Linked DNA regions of Arachis hypogaea: region 2 is linked to region 1. A link is a contact called in public Hi-C data. All regions are on one chromosome and are shown on one strand. The core of a region is the stretch at or near the end of the contact, and the rest is flanking DNA. Distances in the headings are between cores, read along the strand shown. Region 1 holds the start of LOC112741603 (glutaredoxin-C5, chloroplastic). Region 2 holds the start of LOC112741632.

Region 1 (4,609 bases), core at 845-3,344:
GGTTAAGTAATTGTTACAAAAGGGAGAGATGGTTGTGTATAAAAGGGAAATTGACAAACAATAATTTTTATTTGTGCTGGTTGCTTGGTGTATGGTGCACATACAAGGGAAGAGTTGATTTTTTTTCGGAAATATGTCAGATTCCTCTTTACTACATGGGTGTCTTTAATGAGATTGTGCAGTTGGAAGAAAGAAAAGACGCTAGTGTGTTAACAACATTATCGAACTGGTGGATATAAAGTTGAATGACCGTAAGTTTACGTGGTTCAGATGGTCAATCGTGCAGTCAAGTTAATAAAATATTGGTGAGTTTGGTTTCAATGTTATCATTTGGAGCACTTGGTTGAAAATGAATAACAGAATTTTCAGAAATCAAGAATCAGGTATTGCAGGAGTAGTCAGCAAATCGATTAAGAATTACAAAGAGTTGAGTGGTATTTGATCTTTTGGGTTGTTGATGACTTTTGTCGAAGATGGTTAAGAATTAGTTTTTATCTATTTAGTACTTTTCTGTTGAGAGATTGATGCTTGTGTTGAACTTTTTATTTCAAAAAAAATTAATCTTGCTTTTTTTTATAATTCAATAAAAAAAAGCATAAATTGATCTACTTTGTTAGGGAAGAAATTCAATATATTTTGCCGTTGGAATTCAACTTTGTACTTCTAATAAAAAAATTCAACAAATAAAACAATGACCAAACGAAAAGTCAGACCTAACATAACCTTATTGAATTGTCTAAAAGATTGAATATTTGTTGTTGGTTTAGTTAATTCAATGAAATTTTCTTGTTTTATATGACTGTTTTGATGAGTGTTAAATTATGAATAATTGATGAAAACAAAGGTTATTAATATCTTTTATGATTTTTTTATAATAATATCAATCAAAAAACATTTGCGAATAATAATACATCTGCGATAATAATTTTTATATTTAATTTTTTTATTATTTGACTTTTGAATTTGTATTTAGATAAGATTATAAAATTTTGGTAAATATAGTAATTTTAATTTAAATGACATGTTAAGAGTAACTCTAATGAAATATTTTTTGAGTATCATTTTTTGATATCTCCATTATTTGAAATGAGAATAATATTAGTAAAAAAAAATCATATCATTTTAAAGAAAGATCAATTAAATAGTGTCATTTGTATAACCCATTAAATAAACATTTGAACTTTATTATTGTAGAAGAATGACAAAAGTTTAATCAAACGAAATAAGATGTATCCAAATTATACTCTTGTATTTTATTATTCTATTTTTTCATTATCTCTTATCAATTTAGTAGAAAAATGAATCTAAACTAATTCAACGTAATTTTTTTTTCAATTATTTATAAAATTTTAATTTCTCTACCCATCTAGATATACAAAAATCTAATTTTTCCATTGCAAATTTGTTCCAAATCTAATGAGCCAAAATATGCAATGTCTCTAACATGTAATGTGTTTTTTTAATGTTGTTATGCTTAATTAAATAATATTTAGATAATATTTTAAAGTCTATTTCATTAGTTGTAATATATTTTAAATATGGTATATATTTATTAATTGTGTGACTCTATAATTTTTATTTTAGTTAATTTTTACAATTTAATTAAAAATATTTGAAATGATTAAAAATAATATAAAATTTAAATTAAGTTGAGACTAATAAATTTCATGTTAAATTTCAAATTAGTTTTTATGACATATAGTCCAGTAAATATTTATGTGATATCTTAAAAAATCCAAAATAAAATTGAATTAAAATTAAATATAAAAAATATTCTAAAATTTATATTAGACTATAATTATATTTTAATATATTTATTTATATTTTATTTATTATTTTGATATAAATAATTATTACAATTGAATCACAATTCAATTAATTTTAAAATGGTTCGATGAATGATCTAATTTTTTAAATTTTGTATTTTACTCTTAAAAAATATAATAATAACTCAATCTTTTCAATTTTTATTTAATTATTTTGTCAAATATAAGTTTTATGATTTAATATATTTTTTAAAATATCTTTTTTAATTTCAAAGAATATATAATAAAAAATTATATTTAACCAAATAATTGATGAAAAAAATTAAGAAAAAATTGAGAACATCTATTGTCCGAAAATTGGGTTGCGTTGTTCCATGGACATCATAATCACAGCTATATCTTTCATGCAATTCTTTTAACAATAATAAGGGGGCAGAAATTGAAGCAAGTGGGAAAGTATTGGAAAGTGCATCAAATTCCAAATCACCTCTCTGAAGAAATGGCATTGCCAAACACATTCACTTTCTCACCGCCATCTCTCAATCCCTTCAAGCCTTCATCTTCATCATCGTCTTATATAATCAAATTCTTCGCTTCCTCCTTCCCCGTTCCCAGAACAACAATCACCACCCCGAACGCATTTTCTTTCAACACTGGCCCAATCAGGCCCAATATCAGTTCAATCCGTGCCACGTCATCATCCTCATCGTCGTCGTCTTCTTCTTCTTCTTCCTTTGGCTCCCGACTCGAAGAGACCATCAAGAAAACCGTTTCGGGCAACCCTGTCGTCGTTTATTCCAAAACATGGTGCTCGTGAGTTCTCTAACTCTTCCACTGTTATTGTTAGCGATTTGATTTGAATTAATTTGATTGTTTTTTTTTTTTAATTTAACAATTTGATTTGATTTGGCTGAATTTTGTGTTTGTGTGTTGGAAGGTATTCTTCTGAGGTGAAAGCGTTGTTCAAGAAGCTCGGCGTGGAACCATTGGTCTTCGAATTGGACGAAATGGGTAATTTGATTCAACTTCCTTTCCTTAATTGGTGGTGTCTTTGATCTGTGTTAGTAATCCCCAAACCCTAAATATTGTTTATTATCATTTGTGTAAAGCTCTCAAGTTAGTATTTTACTTGTTGAAATTACAAGCAAAGTTCATTATAATCCGTAACTTTAAGAAATTTTCTTATATATATATATATATATATATATATATATATATATATATATATATATATATAGTCAGCGACTTATTCAACTAACAATTATGCAATTTTTGTGGAATTAAAGTGATGGTAGGTCTTACTCATCACAAGTTAACGAGCACATGGGCATTTGTGTGTAACTGAATTTTAGGCCTAGTGTTCACATGTCTATATTTTCACATGAGTGTTGCTTGATGGATCATAAATGAATCATGACTAAGAATGTGTATTTGTCTGAGAATGTGTTATCTGAATCTTAATAGTGCTGGTTATTGTGAAATATGTTAAGTCTGTCGTTACAGTATGGAGTTCTTTAGGAATCTGAAATATTTCCCATTTTAATCTATATACCCCAAATAGTTCTTTGCTGCTTTTTCTTGTATGTATTTTCTATTCTTGATTCATTAGTTCTATTTATAGTTAATGTTCCTAACAACCACATATATCTTTTGCATCTTGAATATTTAACAAGTTTGACCTATCATCATCTTTGCTCGTTTTGTTGTCTGTTCTTCTTTATGAGCAGTGTATCACTACATAACTACAAGTGTGGATACCTTAGTATAAGGCCTTTTATGAACTTTTTAATGTTGATGCACATTTAACTACATACTATGTATCTGTATCTTGATGGCATGACTTAAAAACTCTTAATTTTATGTGTGATGATGGACTAAGCATATTGGCATCTTGAAATAGTGTTCCCTGTGAACACTGAACAGTAGTTGCATGGATGAGCTGCAACAAGGTTATTTCAATTCAAGCATTGGTTGCCAAGCCAATCTAATCTCTTGATGTCTTTTATATAGAAGCTGAGTTGGACTATTTTTGTGCTGGAGGATAATTATAACATATCTTCATCTAGCGATCTATAGGTTTTTAACTGATAAGTATGTTGTCAGCTAACGCTTTCAGTAACGATAAAAATTTGCTTAATTAATCACTCTTTTCTTTTCTGATCTTCACATTGCTTATCATTCGAACATATTGGTGAAAATCATTCTGTGTTACTCATTTTATCATAATCGTCACTTTTTTTGTATGTTCTTTGCATTTTAAATATTTATTTCTTTTTCCTTAGGTCCACAAGGGCCACAGTTGCAGAAGGTGTTGGAAAGGCTTACAGGGCAACATACTGTGCCAAATGTATTTATCGGTTAGTACCTTCTCTAGTCCATTATTATTATTCATACAAATAGTTTGTCAATATTAGTCAAATAATTACCCCATACTTTCTCTTTTTCAAAATAAGTGTCTTTTATACTTTTTAAGTTCATTGAAAAATTAATGTATCTAGACAAACAGATTGTTCATATAAACTAATTTTTCAATGAACCTAAAAGACGAAAGAGATGCATATTTTGAGAAAGAGGGAGTAGCATTTATCAATAGTGTTCCTTTGTTTCTATTGATGGATTTGTTATCATTAAAAACCACCAAACAAGAAAAAGAGGAGGATATTGGCATTAGCTACATAATTGCTAGGTTGTTGCTCATCCAGTTTGATCTAAACCACTGTTGTCATTAAGTAGCAATTTGTTTTATTATTATTTTGGTCTTTCTGGGTATCTCCATAGACATTACTTTGAGGTTAATCCCTTGTGACAAAAGTTGCTCCCAACAATTTTCTTCTCTTAGAGTT
Region 2 (4,609 bases), core at 1,179-3,678, 180 kb after region 1:
GCATTTTCTAATACGAAAAGGATTACTAAATCCTATATGCCGGCTGAAAATGCTTCGATTCGAGTTGATGTCCCAGTCGGACAAATTGCCATCGAAGCAAATTCATGCCAGAAGCGTGGCAAGCCTGTCGGTTCCAAAGAGAAAAATTCTCGAAAAAGAAAAAAAGGTAAATACTGTTCCTGTTGAAAAAGACATAGAAAAAGCACCTGCAGTTGTCCAAAATTTTGATATAGTTTTAATGCCACAAGACGTTCAGGTACCTGAAAATTGTGAAAATGATGAGATCTCGATAAATTATGTCTTTACAGGAGAGAAATGGGATCGAAATAAGACAATTATCAATGAAATATTTGCATATAATGGGGCATTAAATATCATGCATGAAAGTAAGGATCTTGAGCCAAGATCAGTCGAAGAATGTCGACAAAGAAATGATTGGCCAAAATGGGAAGATTCCATGAAGGTTGAATTAGACTCACTTGCAAATTGTGAAGTCTTTGGACCTGTAGTCCGTACACTAGATGATGTAAAACATGTTGGATACCGATGGATATTTGTGAGAAAACGAAATGAGAAAAATGAAGTTGTGCGCTATAAAGCCCAACTTATGGCACAAGGTTTTTCACAAAGGCCCAGTATAGATTATGAAGAAACGTATTCCCCTGTAGTGGGTGCAATAACATTGCGTTATTTGGTCTGTTTATCCGCATATCATAAATTACATATGCATTTAATGGATGTAGTAACAACCTATTTATACGGCTCATTAGATCGTGATATCTATATGAAAGTTCCTGAAGGACTAAAGATATCTAAACCATCCAATGAATATTCACATGGGTTATACTCAGTCAAATTGCAAAGATCTTTATATGGTCTAAAGCAATCTGGATGAATGTGGTATAATCATCTTATTGAGTATCTGGCCAAAAACGGATTCAAGAATGATGATATATGTCCATGTGTTTTCATAAAGAAATCTGCATCTGGATTCATTATAATTGCTGTGTACGTTGATGATTTAAATATGATTGGAACTCCTGAAGAGATTCCGACAATTATAAAAACTCTAAAAGAAGAGTTTGAGATGAAAGATCTTGGAAAGACTAAATTTTGTCTCGGCCTGCAGATCGAGCATACAAAAAGTGGGATCTTTATTCATCAAACAACATACACAGAAAAGATCTTGAAGAAATTTTATATGGATAAGTCACATCCATTAAGTACCCCAATGATCGTAAGATCTTTGGATGTAGAAAATGATCAATTCCGTCCTAAAGAAGAGAATGAAGATATCCTTGGTCCTGAAGTACCATATCTTTGTGCCATTGGAGCGCTAATGTATCTTGCAATAATACAAGACCTGATATATCATTTGCTGTGAATTTACTAGCAAGATATAGTTCCTCTCTAACCAAAAGACATTGGAATGAAATCAAACAAATCTTTCGATATCTTCATGGAATAATTGATATGGGATTGTTTTATCCCTATGGATCCAAGTCACGAGTGTTTTTTTTTTAGCTCAAGAGTTTGATCCAATATATTTTGTCACCATGTGGACTGATTGATCAGAAGATAACTTCAACTGTCCTGTTTAAAAATAATACATCATGCATTGCTCAACTTAAAAGTGGATACATCAAAGATCCACTCAAGTGATAATCTGGCAGATTTATTTACAAAGTCACTCCTAAAATCCTTCTTTGAAAGATTGGTACATCAGATTGGGATGCACCAATTTCGAGATATAAAATAATGTCAGCAAGAGCCGGAAACTGTACTCCTTTTTCATTGGTCAGGATTTTTTCCATTGGGTTTTTCTTGACAAGGTTTTTAATGAGGCAGTTCCCAAAGGATATTGTACTCTTTTTCTTTCACTAAAGTTTTTTCTCACTGGCTTTTTCTTTAATAAGGTTTTAACGAGGCAATAATCATAAATGGTCATCCAAGGGGAAGTGTTGTGATAAGGATGAATGATGTGGATGATCATTTTCCATGAGACTTAGTTTACCAAGAGTGATTGCATTTAATTATGTTTGAAAAGTAAAACTTCTTTGTGCTTATAAATAGCAACATAATATGAAGCATATTGAACACACATAGAAGCAATAAAACACCCTTCTCTCTCTTTACACTACTAATAGTTTCTCTCTCTCTCTCTCTTTTTTACTGCATATATTAATAAATATATGAATCATCTTTATTAAACTAATTATATTAATACTAGAGTCTTCTATTTATAGATCTTTATTTTATATTTAGTATATCTTTTATTTATTTTACAACACATATTAAAATTTTTTGGCTTCACATCCCCTCATAAATAAATAAATAATTTAATTAAAATTAAAACTAGCACGCAACCTGTCACTTGCGGTTTGGCGCCAAAACCAGTGTTATATTTTCTCCACAACTGCCCTTGCCACTAACACCGGCAATTCCAGGACTGACTCATTCCGATGAACAAAACGAAGAATAATCTCATCGATCGATTTCGCCAACGCCAACCACGATTCCATGAACCTCCAAAACCCGAATTCCACACCACTGAAGGTTCCTTTTCCTCTCTGGATTTTTCAATTATTCACACTTCGAATTACTCATTCCTTTTTTTTTTCTTTCTTTCTCTTCCATTTTCTATTTCGTTTTTGTTTAGTATGCGGTTGATTTATTGTTAAGTTATCGATTCACCATTTTTTCTTTACTTTTTGTGTATTTTTTGTATCCAATTAACATCTCCGATTAGTGATTTGTTTTCGGTTTCAACCTTTTTTTTTTTTTTTTGTGTTTCTGTTTATAGTTTTGAATGGATACGATAGTTCAAAATTTACCAATTATTTATTTATTATTTTCTATTATTATTCGATAGTGCCTTTGTTTTCCTTCTTATTCCAGATAGTGGTTGCCGCAAAAGAACGAAATCTACAATTCCGGAAGAAGATAACCATAAAAGCTGCAGACTAGAAGGCTCTTACACACCGCCAAAAGGAAAAAAGAAAATTAAAACTGGTAAGCATTCTGCAATTTTCATACTCAGCTTTGGTAGGCAGGCAGGGTAATTGTAGTTTTGTACAATTGTGCAATTGCGCATGTTCATGGTTGTCGAAAAGAGTTAAATCATACAAGATTACATCTGAATAAGTTGATAAGAAGAGTGCCAAGTTATATCCAAAGGAATCTAAGCATAAATTTGATTAGATGGACAGGGCACAACAGCTTTGTTTTATACATGTAAAGGCTTTGTTGTTGTTGTTGTTGTTGAGGTTTATGTCTATGTTTTTAAATTTTATTCTGCTGGTAATTGTATTAAATTTTGAGATGGAAAGTTGCTTTTGTAGGTTAATATCTTACATAACTGGTTATGTATGTATTCAGGTACAAATGATCCCAAAACTTCTGAGTATGCTTTCTTTAAGAAATTGAAGCAGGATGCAGGTCTGAGGTTTAATTCTCACCGGCCGGTTCAAAAAGATGATTCCTTACCTAAGGAGCCTGAACAAACTGAACATTCCAGAGGTTGGTTGAAATAATTGTCTACTCATTTTGGCAGATTTTACTGAAGAACTCAAACTTATTTCATGAGCTAGCATGATTATTCACCAAAAAAATTATATAAGGAATTGAATCCTTGTCAACTTTCTTGGCCTTAATTATTACTAGTGATTTAGTGCCTATTAATCCACCCTTTAATTTATTAAATATGTATAATTGTAACAAATATGGGATTAGTCAATGTGGTAAGTATCTTCCAATTTAACTAAGAGGTCTTGGATTCGAATCTTATAAATATATATAATGAACAGTATTTTAGGAACAAAATTTGTGTAATAAATCCTTTCCCAATCCCCATTATATATATATATATATATATATATATATATATATATATAGTAGATGGTAGGTATCTAGAAAATTGGAGATGGCCTCAAGATATGAAGATCTCATTTGTCATCGCTGTCTTGTACAAAAACAAGAATATTTGTCACATTCATTATATATCCATGCAGAGAAAATTGATGATATCAGGGTAGGCAGTATGGGTTTCAATGCTTCGAGGACGGTGGAGGGCATATCAACCGTTAAAGCTGACAAATTTTTCTCAACACCTGATGTGAAGAATAACTCAGGTATGTATTAAGGGAGAATTTTCCACAAAACTCCTCTCACAGAGATACAGTGATAACTTTGAAGTTTCACATGCTTAAAACTATTAGGAACAGTGATACTTATGAGTTAAGAACTATCCTACACTATGGTAACTTTGTTTCTTTCTTCTTCTAGTATATCTATTACCATTTAGTCATGTTCCCTTTTCAGTTTGTCTAGTTCAACATTTTTGTTGAGTTTTATATAATTAAGTCTTTCTTATGCCATGAATTAAAATATGAAGCATACAAGTATTTTGAGTGAATCATGAGGGCGGTAGTACCCAAATTAATCTTTCTTATTGGTTATGCAGATTTCCACTCTCCTAGCAGAATCCAGAAAAACTCCCAAGGTTGCAGTGACACTTTCAATCCCCAAGCTTTATTTTCGGATGAAGGTTTGATTTTTGTTCATATTGATTTCTTGATTGCTAGGTGAATTCAGTGGAAAATAATGTGTT

Evidence for each region. Hi-C and Micro-C count contacts between places; a contact is called where the count stands out from the background.
Region 2: a Hi-C map of an unstated tissue shows a contact between it and region 1, with 4 times the contacts expected there. The contact joins the promoter of LOC112741632 here to the promoter of LOC112741603 in region 1. A contact is called at or near these places in 4 of 8 Hi-C or Micro-C datasets (leaf and an unstated tissue).

What each region holds. Positions count from the first base shown.
Region 1 is chr2:23,591,773-23,596,381 of arahy.Tifrunner.gnm2.J5K5, forward strand. It overlaps LOC112741603 (glutaredoxin-C5, chloroplastic), which reads left to right and starts at 2,095. Exons shown (of 6, transcript XR_003171526.3): 1 at 2,095-2,579; 2 at 2,704-2,777; 3 at 4,049-4,123.
Region 2 is chr2:23,767,095-23,771,703 of arahy.Tifrunner.gnm2.J5K5, forward strand. LOC112741632 reads left to right here and starts at 2,429. Exons shown (of 5, transcript XM_072216164.1): 1 at 2,429-2,556; 2 at 2,899-3,012; 3 at 3,379-3,519; 4 at 4,011-4,130; 5 at 4,463-4,609. The coding sequence starts at 2,463. The coding sequence ends at 4,587.